Linked DNA regions of Mus musculus: region 2 is linked to region 1. Evidence: chromatin contacts called from public Hi-C data. All regions are on one chromosome and are shown on one strand. The core of a region is the stretch at or near the end of the contact, and the rest is flanking DNA. Distances in the headings are between cores, read along the strand shown. Region 1 overlaps Kat6b (K(lysine) acetyltransferase 6B). Region 2 overlaps Dupd1 (dual specificity phosphatase and pro isomerase domain containing 1).

Region 1 (6,862 bases), core at 3,903-6,402:
AAGCAGGCCCAGGAACTGTCTTGGGAGGTAAGGCCCAGACCCAACACAGCAGTAATGAGATCTGTGGGACTTCTAACCTTTGCAGTGAGGCTGTAGAGTCCTTTGTGGCTCTTTAATGCTTATGCGGGTTTTTGTTTCTTTCTTTATTTTTTAGCTATGGCAATAAATGTAGATTATCTATTCTTCTCAAAATAGAAGAAGACTTGACTGATCTCACAAAGCAGACCAAAGCAGTACTAGTTATACAGATAGAACAAGAATTATAGAATAATAATTAACTGGCTGTGGTGGCACACGTCTTCAATCCCAACATTCCAGAGACGGGTGCAGGCCTAGCTCTGAATTCAAGGCCAGCCTGGTCTACAGATCGAATTTCAGGACAGCAGGGGCTACATAGAGAAAAACCAAAAAATTAATAGTAATGGCAGAAAGATGGCTTTGTGGGTAAAGGCATTTGCTTTGCAAACCTGACAGCCGAGTTCAAAACACAGGTATGGTGGAAAGAGCCAGCTCCCAAAAGTTGTTCTCTGAAGCTCAGCACAGCGCAGAGGTCCACACAAGCATGCATTCTCTCAAACACAGAATAAAGAATAAGATAAAGCTTCTAAAACGGTTTCTAATAATTTTTGTCCACATTTGGAAAATAGCAATTTCAAATTGTAACCAAAAAGCACATCCCTTCTCAGTTTACCAGTGGTCCTGACGCAGATGGCTTGCCATATGAAAATGTGTCCATTTTTAGCTTTCTGGCATTGATGAGCGCACTGTCGTCTTTTATAATCAATTGAAGTCATCTTCATTTTTACTGTCTAGTAATTTCTCTAAATGGTTCCGCTTACCATGTCAGGTCCACTTGGGTTACTCTCAGCAGACGTGAAGAAGTAAGGCTATAGGCGTCTCAAAGGCATACAGTAATCACACTGTCTTACCATCAGTAGACAGTAAGTGGTGTGTGGCCAGCGGTCCCCCTCCGTCCCTTTCAGTCACCCTGTCTGCCTGGGTTTCTAGCTTTGTTTTTAGCAGCACCCAGTCATGCTGAAGACTTGTGGTACCATTGATCTGAAGAAATAGTATGGATTATGGATTGTCATTCCTTATTCTGCCCTTGACAGACACTTTGTGTTTGTTCTCCTGCAGCTATAGCAAATGTCAGATTTCTCTCTTTAACATTTTTCTTTGTGTATGGAGTGAGGATATTCATATAGAAAAGTAAGGGACAATAGTCACTATCTGGATGATAATGCAACCCTAAAGCCCTTTATAACATAACAAAGCTTATTTTTAAAAATTGCATTAATCTCTTTGTCAGGGGAGATGGGGCCTGCATTACCAGTGCCTTGGTACAGGCATGGAGGTCAGAGGACAGTTTACAGGAATGAATTCTCTTTCTTTCATCTGGGTTCTAGAGAGCAGGTTATCCATCTTGGCAGCAAACACCTCACCTAAGCCATCTTGCCAGCTCCAAAGCTAGGGGTTGTATTCAAGATGTATGTCCTTTTATATCTGCCAGACAGTATGGTAGACACTGAGGCTGCCACCGTGACTGCACAGCCTCATCTCATGTAGCTTGCTTCATGGCAGAAGGAGAAGTAACAGGGCTTCTCCACTCGTGATCACTCGCAGGAGCTGACATACAGCTTCCTGTCGGAGCAGGGACCGGCAAGGGATGGAGCAGCAGCTGCGCCATCTCCTACTTGCAGTCGGATGCATTGCAGTTTGTTGTTATACCCAGGTCTATAGACTTTGGAATTTACTTGCATCACACACTTATAACCCATTTGTCATATTTGTTGGATATTATTTTCGTGCATACAGATTTTGTACAAAGGTGCTTAATGTTATCTGTCTTAACAATATAAAAATTAACTAATTAAGATCAATGGCATGTTTGGGTAGCTTCAAATGAAAAAGAAGAAACCATGTAAATGAAATACTCTCTTTTCTTGGAATTTGTATTTTATCATGATTTGTTGTTGTTGTTGTTGTTGTTGTTTATCAGAAAATAGAGTGTGAAAGTGGAGTGGAAGACTGTGGTCGGTACCCCTCAGTAATAGAGTTCGGGAAATACGAGATCCAAACCTGGTACTCCTCGCCTTACCCACAGGAATATGCAAGGTAGGGGCGGAGCCTGGCGGCTGTGTGGGAAGGCCTGGGGAGCTCTGTTCTACAGCAGAAGTGAAATGCTTTGAGGAGAGAGGAGAAGTACACTTGGGTACAGGGATGCTGCTCAGCTGGGAGAGTGCTTGCTGAGTATGCCTGGCTTCCATCACCATGCCCCACGGAAAACAGGTCATGGTGTGAGCACCTATTCGTGAGCGCCTTGGAGTTAAGGCGGAAGGTCAGAGGTTGAAGGCCATTTTGTCAGTATATATTCTGTTGATAGCCATGAACTTGTCTCCAAAAAGTAGTGAGTGAGTGAGTGAATAAACAAACATAAATTTTGGTAGTCAGGCAGAAGTCTTTGCCATTAGCGTACTTTTGTAGTGTGTTTGTACTGTTTGTGTATATTCCTTAACTCGTAAGAACCACGGGTACTGTAAATTTCTCTTTGAGCCAGGAGGTAGTGGCACTCACCTTTAATCCCAGCACTCAAGGAGGCAGAGGCAGAGGCAGGCAGATCTCTGAGTTCAAGGCTAGCCAGGTCTACAGATCTAGTTCCAGAACAGCCAGGACTACACAAAAAAACGCTTGTCTCCAGAAAAAACAAACAAAAAACAGAGATAAATAAACTTTTCTTTGACTTTTGAGGCCATCCTGTTTTTGTTCGGTTAGTAGGACAATTGCTGGTTTTATATAGAACAAATCAGAGAAAACAACGGTCGGTTAGAGGTGCTTGATATATTCACTACACTGGCTGTCTTTTAGTTAAGGATATAGGTTTTATCAATAATTTCTCATCCCTTGTTTTTTTCGTGGTTCTTCTCCCAGAAATTAAGCAAAATAGAAAAAGTAGGAGGAAGTAGTAGGTGGCAGGTAACTTTCAGAGACCCTTCCCAAGTCACTCAAAGCCATTTACAGCCAACATTCTAAAAATAACAGAAATTGTTGTCAGTTTCCTGCTTTTCTTGAACTAAGATTAGAGTGTCTTAGCAACCAACTATATCACCCAACATTTCTTTTCTTCTGATGCCCACATCAAGTCACATGGTATTAGTAGAATCTTGGGGCTTTACCCTCCCAACCAAAACTACAAAGTGAGATTACATCTCAAAAATGGTTTTGTTAAAGAAGAAGGAGAAGGAGAAGGAGAAGGAGAAGGAGAAGGCGAAGGAAGAAGAAGAAGAAGAAGAAGAAGAAGAAGAAGAAGAAGAAGAAGAAGAAGAAGAAGAAGAAGAAGAAGAAGAAGATGATTATTCTAAGTCTCAGTGGAAGACCAGCTTAGCTGAGATTTCATGAATAAAAATGAGGTCGATAGGAGAGTAAGGACTGTGTCTACCTCACAAATATACCTATTACCTAACACTTGATACCACGTATGTACATAAACGTATGTGTGTGTGCATAGTTTACATATCTGTGTAATATGTGCATATAGCTTAAAGTGTCTGGAAAGATTTAATGGCCGGATCACTGAAGTGGATGTCTATAAAATGGGTGTTAGCATGCCTCAGCCCTTTGTTGGTGCTATGTAAACAGTTCTGTTACTTTCTGAAGATTAAAGAGCGTGTGCTTAGTGATTCTGTAGCACTGAGTGCAGATAACTGAGTTAAGAATATAACACTGCAGACAAAAACCCAAAACACTTCTTAATTTAAGAATTAAAGCAGCAGTGGAATTGGTAGGAAACAAATGTGAGCTTTTGACTGTCGGACTTGCGTCCACTACTTTAGACTATTACATTATATAGCTTCCTCATCCAGAGGCAGAAATAAAAGCCACCTTTTAGGACCTCTGCCTCATAGATATCCATATCATTTTAAAGATAATAAATTCACTTATAAATAAAATATTACTCTAGGTACAGCAGTCTGCATTAAGAATATTTAAAAATACAGCATTAAATCTGAATTTTTAAAAATATACTTGGTCACACTAAAGAATAGCATTCTGAATTGTTGATTTTTCAGGCCTGAAAAACCTGATGGTAGGTCATAGAGTAAAATAAGAACACATTATTATAAGCTTTATTTAAAATATTTTAAGGTCTTTATATTTCTTTATTACTGGATTCTCCACACCCCGCCCCCTGCCGTTTTGTTTTGTTTTGTTGTGTTGTATTGTGTTGTGTTGAGACAGGCTCTTACTGTGTAGCTCTGGCTGGTCAGGAATTAGCTGTGTAGACCAAGCTGGCCTAAAGCTCACAGAGACCCTTCCCTCCTGCCTCTGAGACCGACTGTTGGGGTTGAGGCTATATGCCACTATACCTGGCTTCTTTTTCCCTTTTTGAAAATGTTTTCAAAAGATTTTATAGCCATTTTATGTCTAGAAAACATTGAACAATGTTTAGCTTTTCTCTCTTGAACAGTATAGTCACTCTAATAGACTTTCTGATTTTTAAACTTTGACAGATTACCAAAGCTTTACCTGTGTGAATTCTGTCTTAAATATATGAAGAGTAAAAATATTTTGCTAAGACACTCAAAGAAGTGTGGATGGTTTCATCCTCCGGCCAATGAGATTTACCGAAGGAAAGACCTTTCAGTATTCGAGGTAAGCAAGTATAAACAAAAACATGGTCTTTTTGAACCCTAATATTCCTAACTGTTGACTGTGTGCTTGGATGGTTTGTGTATAGATAGCACAGTGTGTATTCAATCTTAGCATCGGAATTCACACTGCTCTTTAAGATAGCGCCATGGTTTAGCATATTTATCTGACTACATTAAGCAACCATTTAGACTGATGAAGAATTCTTACTTCATCACATCAACTTTTTTGGGGCTTTTTAAAATCCCTTTCTACAGCACAGTATGCACCAGTGAATTAGTGGTCTCCTTGGCTCTTTGTAAATTCCACATTCTTTGGCAGGAGGAATTAGCTTTGTTTAGCAGCTCCAGCCAGTGTCTGGCAGGTACTCCCTCTTCCAGGGAATTGAGCAGCTGTACGTATCTGCTTAGCACACAAACACCTGTGCTTCTGTCCAGTTCTTGCCAGGGTGGATAAATCCTCTGGGCGAGATCCCAGCAGATGTTGGGACTCTTCCCCAGTCTCTGTGGACAGCTACCCTAGAGAACCTTGCCGTTCCCAGGAAGCCCTGTGTTCCTGGGTCTCATTGTAGGTTTCTTGAAGATATTTTGTGTTTTCAGAGCAGACGTAGTAGCAGAAAGTCTCTGCTTTATTTTCATTGTTTAGCCAGGCTTCTGCTGCCAGGCTCGGGGATCTAGCTTAGCTGATCAGCTGTATACTGAGGACTCCAGGCTCTCCTTTGGTGGTCCTGTCTGTTCAGAGGGTCACTGTCCGTTCTCGGCATTAATCCTCCTCACTGTAGCTGCACATTTCTGTGCTTTGCTGTATTGGCCTCTTTGTTACCATCCTGGTGTGTTGTTTACTCTTCAGGGTCTCAGATCAAGCCTTCCTCCTACGGCAGACATGATGTCTTCTTTTTCTGAAAACCAGTGTCCTTTCTCTTTCCAGTGCTCATGTTGCTGTGTATCATTCTGCTGCACAGCTGCCGTTTGCTCTGGCCTCCAGTGTCCCTCCATTATAATAAGGGAGGGTCATCAGTTTCCCATGTGTCTAAGAGGCTTCTCAGGCAGGGCTTTCCCTCTCTAGACTGGTCAGGTACCTACTGCTGTGGTGTTTTTTAAGCACCTTCCTGCTCTTTCTAGTGAGCTTGAAGGGCAAGTGGAATTCTTTGTGAGGCTGCGCTATTACTTCTTATTAAAGGCCAAGCACAGGCTGCTCAGCCTGAGTACTACTGGCATTTCAAGCTGAATAATATATTGCATAGGAACTGTAGTATACTTTTTAAGGTGTTTAGCAGCATCCTGCCGTCTACCTCCTGGCTGCTGCTGCTGGTGCCTCCTGTCCATTCGTGACAACCAAAAATGCCTCAGCAGCCACATATCTGAGCAGAAAGAGGGTGGGAGGTGAAGGATACCAAGTACAGGTTACCCCACTTGATGTACTGTCGGGCTGCCACTCAGGCAGCCCCAAGAAGGCAGGGGAGAGAGTTGGTCTCAGGGAGCCTTTGCGTTGTGCCAGCTTTACTGTTTGGTCCTTTCCTCGTGCCCTGGATGCTTTTCCTCCAACCGAAAGAAAATTGAAACGACTGTTCATCTTTTCCCAGACAGCAAAACACATTGTTTGCCTTAAGTAATTATTGAATAAATCATCATGAGTAAGGCTGTGTGTGGACGCTCTAATCTATCAGGAAGTCATCTGGGCAGGATAATCAGTCTTGTTAGACATGTGTTTGAAAGCACAGAGATGAAAGTCGCCCAGGAGTGTAGTTCATTCCTACACTGAGGGTGTGGAGGAAACCCTAAGGCCCTATTCTAGCATCTTGATTGAAGGTATCAGCTTTGGAAAGGAAACTTTCGGATCTTTTCTGTGATTTAGAAAGAAGTAAACCGTATCTGTGATTTTGGTTTTGTGAGTCTCTTCTGTACCTGTCTCTTTTCCTAGACTTCTGATTGATCGGAGATTGTTTCAGTGTTTTCATTTCTGTTTCTGATGCACAGATGTACATCGCCATTAGTTCTTGTGTACGGCACTGTTTCCAAAAGGACCATACTCCCAAATACATCAAAACGTCCTTTAATTAAAGAGAGAATTGTATCCTCAGTGCCAGTTGCCTGTATTTGATTATGTTGCTATGTGTGGGACTAAGGTTCTGTCCAAGGGAAATAGTTATATGAAATCTAAAAATAATTTGTGCAGTATAAGAACCAGTATGGTCCACAGGAGACCTGGGAATGGT
Region 2 (6,487 bases), core at 2,422-4,921, 75 kb after region 1:
CTTGGAACATTTTGAGCTTGAATAGGGCTCTGGCTCTCTCGAAGTCTGCAGGAAGCAGCTGTCCTGCAGAAAGGGCACATGGCTGAGTCTAGAGTGGGTGTTGTTTGGTTCTGACAGCTTCACACAGAAGCAGGACTTCTGAAGCCTTGGCGTGGAAAGGAAGTTGTCTGTGTGAGGGTAAGCCATACTAGGAGACTTGGGGTCATAGTCATAGCTCTCATGCTTGAAGTCTGGCTGTGGCTACCTTATCCTCTCAGGGGGTCAAAAGGGATGTCCCTGCTAGACAGCTGTGTCTGCAGATTGAAAACTTTACAGACAGTACTGGTGGGATATGGAAAAATATGTTTCCACTGTCCCTGGGGAATCTTGTTGATTTGACAAGTAAATCAGACCTTGGTAGCTGCTCATCCGCACAGCTCCAGGTCCAAAGATTCAACCAACCAAGGATCAAAATACTCAAATGAGTGCCTTAGCTGAACCTGCACAGATCTTTCTCTCTTGACATTACTCCCTAATTAACTATTGTTCACACACTACAAATACTATATCTGGTATTACAAGTAACCCGGAGATGATTTAAAGTCCCCAGGAGGATGTGTGGAGTTCATATGTAAATATTGTGTGTGCCCCACCCCCTTTTGCGATAGGGTGTCTTGTAGCTCACACTCTCCCCAACCTTGAGATCATTATGGAAAGATGGTTCTGAGTTCTCATCTTTTGCCTCCACCTCCATCCACAGTGCTGACGTTTAAGGCCTGCACCACCATGCCCAGTTTATAGGGTGATGAGGATCAAACCCAGGGCTCTGTGCATGGTAGGCAAGCTCTCACCCAACCTAGCTGCTTCTCCACCCCAGCTGTGCCACCTTATAGGAGGGGCTTGACCATCCATGGACTTTGGTACCCTGAGGGCCTGGAACCTCTGCTCCGTGGGTCCTGAAGGAGGATCGATCATATTTACATAACACTTGTTTTGAGACAGGTGCCATTCTTCCAATGTCCTTAAAGTCACTAACTCAGTCTTAACTCTCTGAAAGTTGCCCTGTTACATATGAGAGAAATGATAAAGATGTTTGGCACATGCAGCACCCGCCTGCTGAGAGGGAAGGTGGTGGAGATGACATTGTGATGGGAGAAATGAAAAAAAAAAAATCAGAAAGTCTGGGAGCCTCGGAGAACACCAGGCTCAAGCACTACTCGGAATACAATTTGGGAGGCTCGAGCGCCTCAGGAAAGGACATTCTGGACATAGGTACTAAAACTAGCTCCAGTGGACTCGAACAATTAAATGCTTACATGGTGATTATACTTGAAACAAGCTCACAGTCTAGAAAGGTGGCTCAGCAGTTCAGAGCCTGTGCGGCTCCTTCAGAGAACCTAAGTTTAGTTCCAGGTACCCACATGTCAGGTGGTGCACAAGTGGCTATGACTTGAGTTCCAAAGGTATCTATTACCCTCTCTCCTAGATGTTGTTAGCACCTGCTCTTATGTGCATTCTACACACATACAACACACACACATACACAAATGCACACACACACACGATTAAAAATAAATCTTTTGGGGGGGTTGGTTTTTTGTTTTGTTTTGTTTTGTTTTGTTTTCGAGACAGGGTTTCTCTGTATAGCCCTGGCTGTCCTGGAACTCACTTTGTAGACCAGGCTGGCCTTGAACTCAGAAATCCGCTTGCCTCTCCCTCCCAAGTGCTGGGATTAAAGGCATGTGCCACCACGTGCGGCTGTGGTGTTCTGTGTGTCTGAGTTCGAGGCCAGCCTGTTCTACAGAGTGAGTTCCAGGACAGCCAGGGTGATACAGAGAAACCCTGTCTCGAAAAAAACCAAAATAAATAAATAAATAAATCTTTAAGCTGGATATACTGACAGATAATCCCAGCACTCGGGAGGCAGAGGCAGGCAGATCTCTGAGTTTGAGGCCAACCTGGTCTACAAAGTGTGTTCTAGGACAGCAAGGGCTACACAGAGAAACCCCGTCTCAAAAAAAAAAAAAAAAAAAAAAAAGGTAAAACACTAAAATACTAACATACTAACAGATAGAATTTGCATCATAAACATAGTTGGAAGGCCAGCAAGATGCCTCAGCAGATAATAAAGTCCTTGCTGTATAAACCCAGAGACCTGAGTTCAATCCCCAGAGCCACATGAAAGAGGAAGGAAACAGACTGTAAAGGGTTGTCTCTGGCTTGCATACATTCACTGTGGTATGTGCACATATAAAGTAAAAATTTCAAAATATAGTTGGATAAATGCAAAAAAAATGCAGTACTGGAGGCTAGGGGTGCTGATGGGGGTGTGTGTGAAGCAGGATTGGCTGGGGGGTGACTGAGTCTGGACGATGGATACAACATAGCTACTGTTTCTCTTTCTGTGCGTTTGGCATTAACTGTGATTCAGTTTCCAAAAGTTCTGGGCTCACGGGTACATGCCTATGGTCCAATATATTCTGGGAGGATGTTTCAGACCAGGAATCTAGGAGTTCAGAATGAGACCCCAATCTCTTAAGAAAAATTTAATAAATTTTAAGGGCAATGAAAAGACCAAACCCATGGTGTCAGGGATTCAGTTCTCCCAAGTTCACAAGAGGTGCATGAAAAGATCAGTAGCTAACAGTGTCTGCCATGGGGATGGGGGAGGCCAGGCTCTGGGATTTCTTCCTTGTGATAGACTGATTCCTGGAGTGAGAACCTCGTCAGGCAGAGGGACCCTGCTTTGGAACCTGCCAGTCTGTTTGTAAAGGCCAGCTCTCCTAGAGTAGCAGCTGAAAATACAGATTCTGGGATTATACACTGGGCCAAGGCAGGGCCTGAAAGCCAACATTTTAACAAGATCCCAGGAGAGTCTATGCTTGCTGATAATCATGATTGACTGCCATGTGACTGAAGAGTCAAGAGAAGGGTTGTAAGGATACCACAAACACCTTCTGTCTTCTCGCTGATATAGGAACAGGGTATTGGTTCCTGATGCAGATCCAGGCCTGGGAGAGGAAGGGCTTGGACCACTTGGATGCAGGCTTCCTAGGTCTCCTTGATCTCTAAAGTAAATGGATGGATTGAGGGGTGAATGGATGAACGGATGAATGAGAGAAATGAATGGCAAAGGCCTGTGCGGCCTGGCTGGGAACTCAACTAGGGCTTTGGAAGCAGGGTTGAGGCTCTGCTGACCTGACTCGGAACAGGGGAAGAAAGTGCAGAGGGGACTCAGGGTGGACGCTGTCTCCTCCCTAGGGTGGTTGGTGAGACCTGCACTTGACTCCAGGGCCTGCCTGCTGGGGTTTCGGGGAGGCGGGGTAGCCATATTGCAAGGCTTGGCTGGAGCTTCCCTTGTAGGAACCAGCCCCGACTCCTCCGTCTCCTAAGACCGTAGTTACAACTTCCCTTTAGGACCACAGCAGCCTCAATTACAAAGACGTGCTGTTCAGTGCACCCCCATGGCACCCACTCATCTTATTTCTAAGTCTGGCATCATATTCCTAAATACTATGGCTTAAATCCCTTTGAGTCCTGCTTGTTGCTAAGGGGACTTGGAGAGATGCGATTTTAGGGAGATGCTGGAGTCTGTTCCGCTGTGGATCCTCCAGTCTGCCTTCTCTGACCACTGAAGCTGACTGCGCCCTTGGTGGGGCCTCTTTCCCCTCGTTAAGCTGTGGAGGGAACCAACCCTGGCCTGGCCCTGCATTATAGCTTTGGCTGAGTTTCCAGACAGAAGAGGAAGTGGTGTTGTGTACCCAGAGCGACTTGGCATTTAGAAGGGGCTCTGGGATCTATTATCTTCCAGCGCGATGCAGGAAAGAGAACAAAGCACAGGGCTGTCCAGAAACCACAGGCCTGTAATCTTTCCAAATGCTGAAGACGGCCTGTGCACCCCCAAACCCCACCCACACAGCTCCCAAATCTCTTGTTCTCCCAGAGGCAGGGAGAATCTGTGTCCCAGATCACAGCCAAAAGGGGAAGACAGATCTGCTCTGTTTGGTTTCCATAGATTCAACCCAGAGATTAACTGCCAAGGTCTCCATGACACACCATATCAATCACAGGCTAAATGTCATAATGAGATCTGGGCAGGCTGTCAAGACAGGCTTCCAGAATCCTGTTACAGCTTCATCCTTAAAGATTTGGACCCGAGGAATCAAACACCAGCTCTGAAGGCTCTTGGCCTGGGAGAGCATCCTTCTCAGAGAAACAGAAGCCAACTCCGGCTCCTTCACAAAGGGGACAGGCTGATGACATAACTAGCATAGTGGAAGGAAGTAGTTGGATACTAAAGAACAAACAATAGCTTGACTACTAGTGGTAAGGAAGAAACATTAGGGAGTAGTGGGGACTGTGGCACATTAAATAGAGCCAGTGCCCCCTCTGATTTGGGCAGCAAACTGTCATTCCGTGTGCAAATGCAATCCAGATTTTTAAAATATTGTTTAGAGATATATATGTTTTCAAATTTTATTTACTTTGGGGGGTGCATTTCATAGTACATGTGTCCTTAGTACGCACAGCACACGTGTAAAGGTCAGAGGACAAATAGTAGAAGTTGGTTCCCTTGCACCATTTGGGTTCTGGTGACTGAACTCGAACTTGGCAGCAAGTATTTTTGCCTACTGAGCCATCTTGCTGTTTCTTAATATATCAGAAAATGTTTTTATTACATGCATGAGTGCATGTACTGGTGTATGTATGTGTATATCTGCATGGATATGTACATGTGTGCACTTGAGTGTGTATGTGTGTGCATGTGTATGAGCACACCTGCATCCTGCATGCACACACCTGCATGGATATGTGTGTGTATGTGTACATGTGTGTGTGTGCATATGTGTACGTGCAAGATTGCATGGATGTGTGCTTGTGTTGTCAGAGGACAGCATGTGGGTCCTGGGGGATGAGGTTCAGGTCCCTGGGTTTGCCAGCGAGTGCTTTTACCTGCTAGGTCATCTAGCCAGAGAGCCAGCACATGCTTGGAAACTATTGGCTTTGTTTTGTTTTTGAGACAGGACATCAATATATAGACCTGATTGGCCTAGAAGTCACTATATAGACTAGACAAGCTTTAAACTTTGAGCAGTCCCCCTGCCTCAGCCTCCCAAGTGCTGGGATTGCCGGTATAAGACGCTATGACAGGGTTAAAGTTACAGTTTTGAAATCAGATCAAAACCTGAAGTTCTTTTGCTGCAGTTTTCTCCTGCAGCACAAGAAACCAAATGCAGGTACCCCACCCTGAAAATGGCGGTGCGGAGCAACAAGAGCCAATGTGCTCTTAAGCAGAGTTGTGGCCCACTGGTGGATAGGTAGGGAAAGGCCTGGGGCCTCAAGCTAACATGTAAAGATTTTCCAAGCTAGAGACATCCATGTACCACTGAGATCGAGGGTTCCCGATGTCACCTTGGAGAACCCTGTAGCTAGTTATGTTAGCTCTTTCATGACCCAGCCTTACAGACATGTTTGTGCTGGCTTGAGGAAATTAAAGAGAAAAGAACACATCATGGTTCACTTAATCCCAGCACATGGGAGGCAGAAGCAGGAGGATCTCTGAGAGTTTGAGACCAGCCTGGTCTACATAGCAAGCTTCAGGCTACCTCGGTGTCTAGGGTGGGACCCCACCTCAGGAGGGAGGAGGAGGAGGAGGTGATGGTGGTGGGCATGGGGGAGGTCGTTGAAGAGAAGAGAGCAGAAGGTTATAAAGCAATATGTACATGGTGATTCTGTGTTTCTAGAAAGATATATGATTGACACTGGCTGTGTGCTTGTTGTAGCACAATGAAATTATGTCTGGTTCTGTTTTCTTTGTAAACAACCATCTTCTCGGTGTCTCTGATATGTGTGCGTGACATCAGCACACAGAGGGGGACATCCCCCCAAGTCTGCTTTAGGGCCATCATGTATGTAGAAGCTGCTCACCCCGAAACCGAGGACTGCCTTCCTGGGGGCCCTGGAGCAGCTGTGTGTTATCTACCCTACAGGCCTCCAGGGCAGCAGTCAGGCCTAGCTTCTGTGGAATCATTCTAATCCCTGTGCTTGCTGGGAAGCCATGGGGTTCCGGTCTGTAGGAGCCCCAAAGCTGGCATAGTGTCTTTAGGACAAAGGAAGTCCGGTGAGCAAGCACAAGACCTTGTAAGAGGCTGTGCAGGGGTGTAGCTCTGATGCTTAGGGTAAAAGCATCCTGAGGGAATTTCCTTCCTCCTCTGTCTGCAGGGGCAGAGGGCAGCCCCCTCCCACACCCACCCCTAGTGGCAGAGCAAGGGCCCTGCACTTCCCTTCAACCTGGACTTGGCTCAGGCTGAGCCAGTGACCTCAAGGACACTCTGGGGTCATCAGTGAGGGAAAGCAGCACCATTTTCTCTGTGACTTAACCTTTCAAGTTACATATGTGTCATATATCAAAGACAGGGCAAGGCCTGCCAGGCCAGCGTGAGAGAGGACTGGGCATGGGCTGGACAGGCCAGGACACAAACATCTCTGGCATCTTAGAAATCTTTGA

The links. A called contact is a pair of places that touch in the nucleus more often than the background predicts.
Region 2: a contact with region 1 is called in a Hi-C map of uterus, with 2.7 times the contacts expected there. The contact joins two enhancer-like sites. A contact is called at or near these places in 1 of 39 promoter capture datasets (pre-B cells), 2 of 484 Hi-C or Micro-C datasets (nephron progenitors and uterus), 1 of 115 datasets of contacts at active chromatin or transcription factors (microglia) and 3 of 9 other capture datasets (adipose tissue, liver and pancreatic islet).

Annotation. Positions count from the first base shown.
Region 1 is chr14:21,626,814-21,633,675 of GRCm38.p6, forward strand. It overlaps Kat6b (K(lysine) acetyltransferase 6B), which reads left to right. Exons shown (of 17, transcript NM_017479.3): 8 at 1-27; 9 at 2,000-2,115; 10 at 4,509-4,650. Among named protein-coding and RNA genes, the nearest start is that of Dupd1, 84 kb to the right of the region's middle. Within about 2 kb of position 5,153, at least 9 of the 459 cell types and tissues checked have an H3K27ac peak or open chromatin away from gene starts, as enhancers often do. A contact at or near this core is called in uterus, where this site is marked.
Region 2 is chr14:21,703,455-21,709,941 of GRCm38.p6, forward strand. All of the region lies in intron 1 of Dupd1 (dual specificity phosphatase and pro isomerase domain containing 1), which reads right to left. Among named protein-coding and RNA genes, the nearest start is that of Dupd1, 7.9 kb to the right of the region's middle. Within about 2 kb of position 3,672, at least 142 of the 459 cell types and tissues checked have an H3K27ac peak or open chromatin away from gene starts, as enhancers often do. A contact at or near this core is called in uterus, where this site is marked.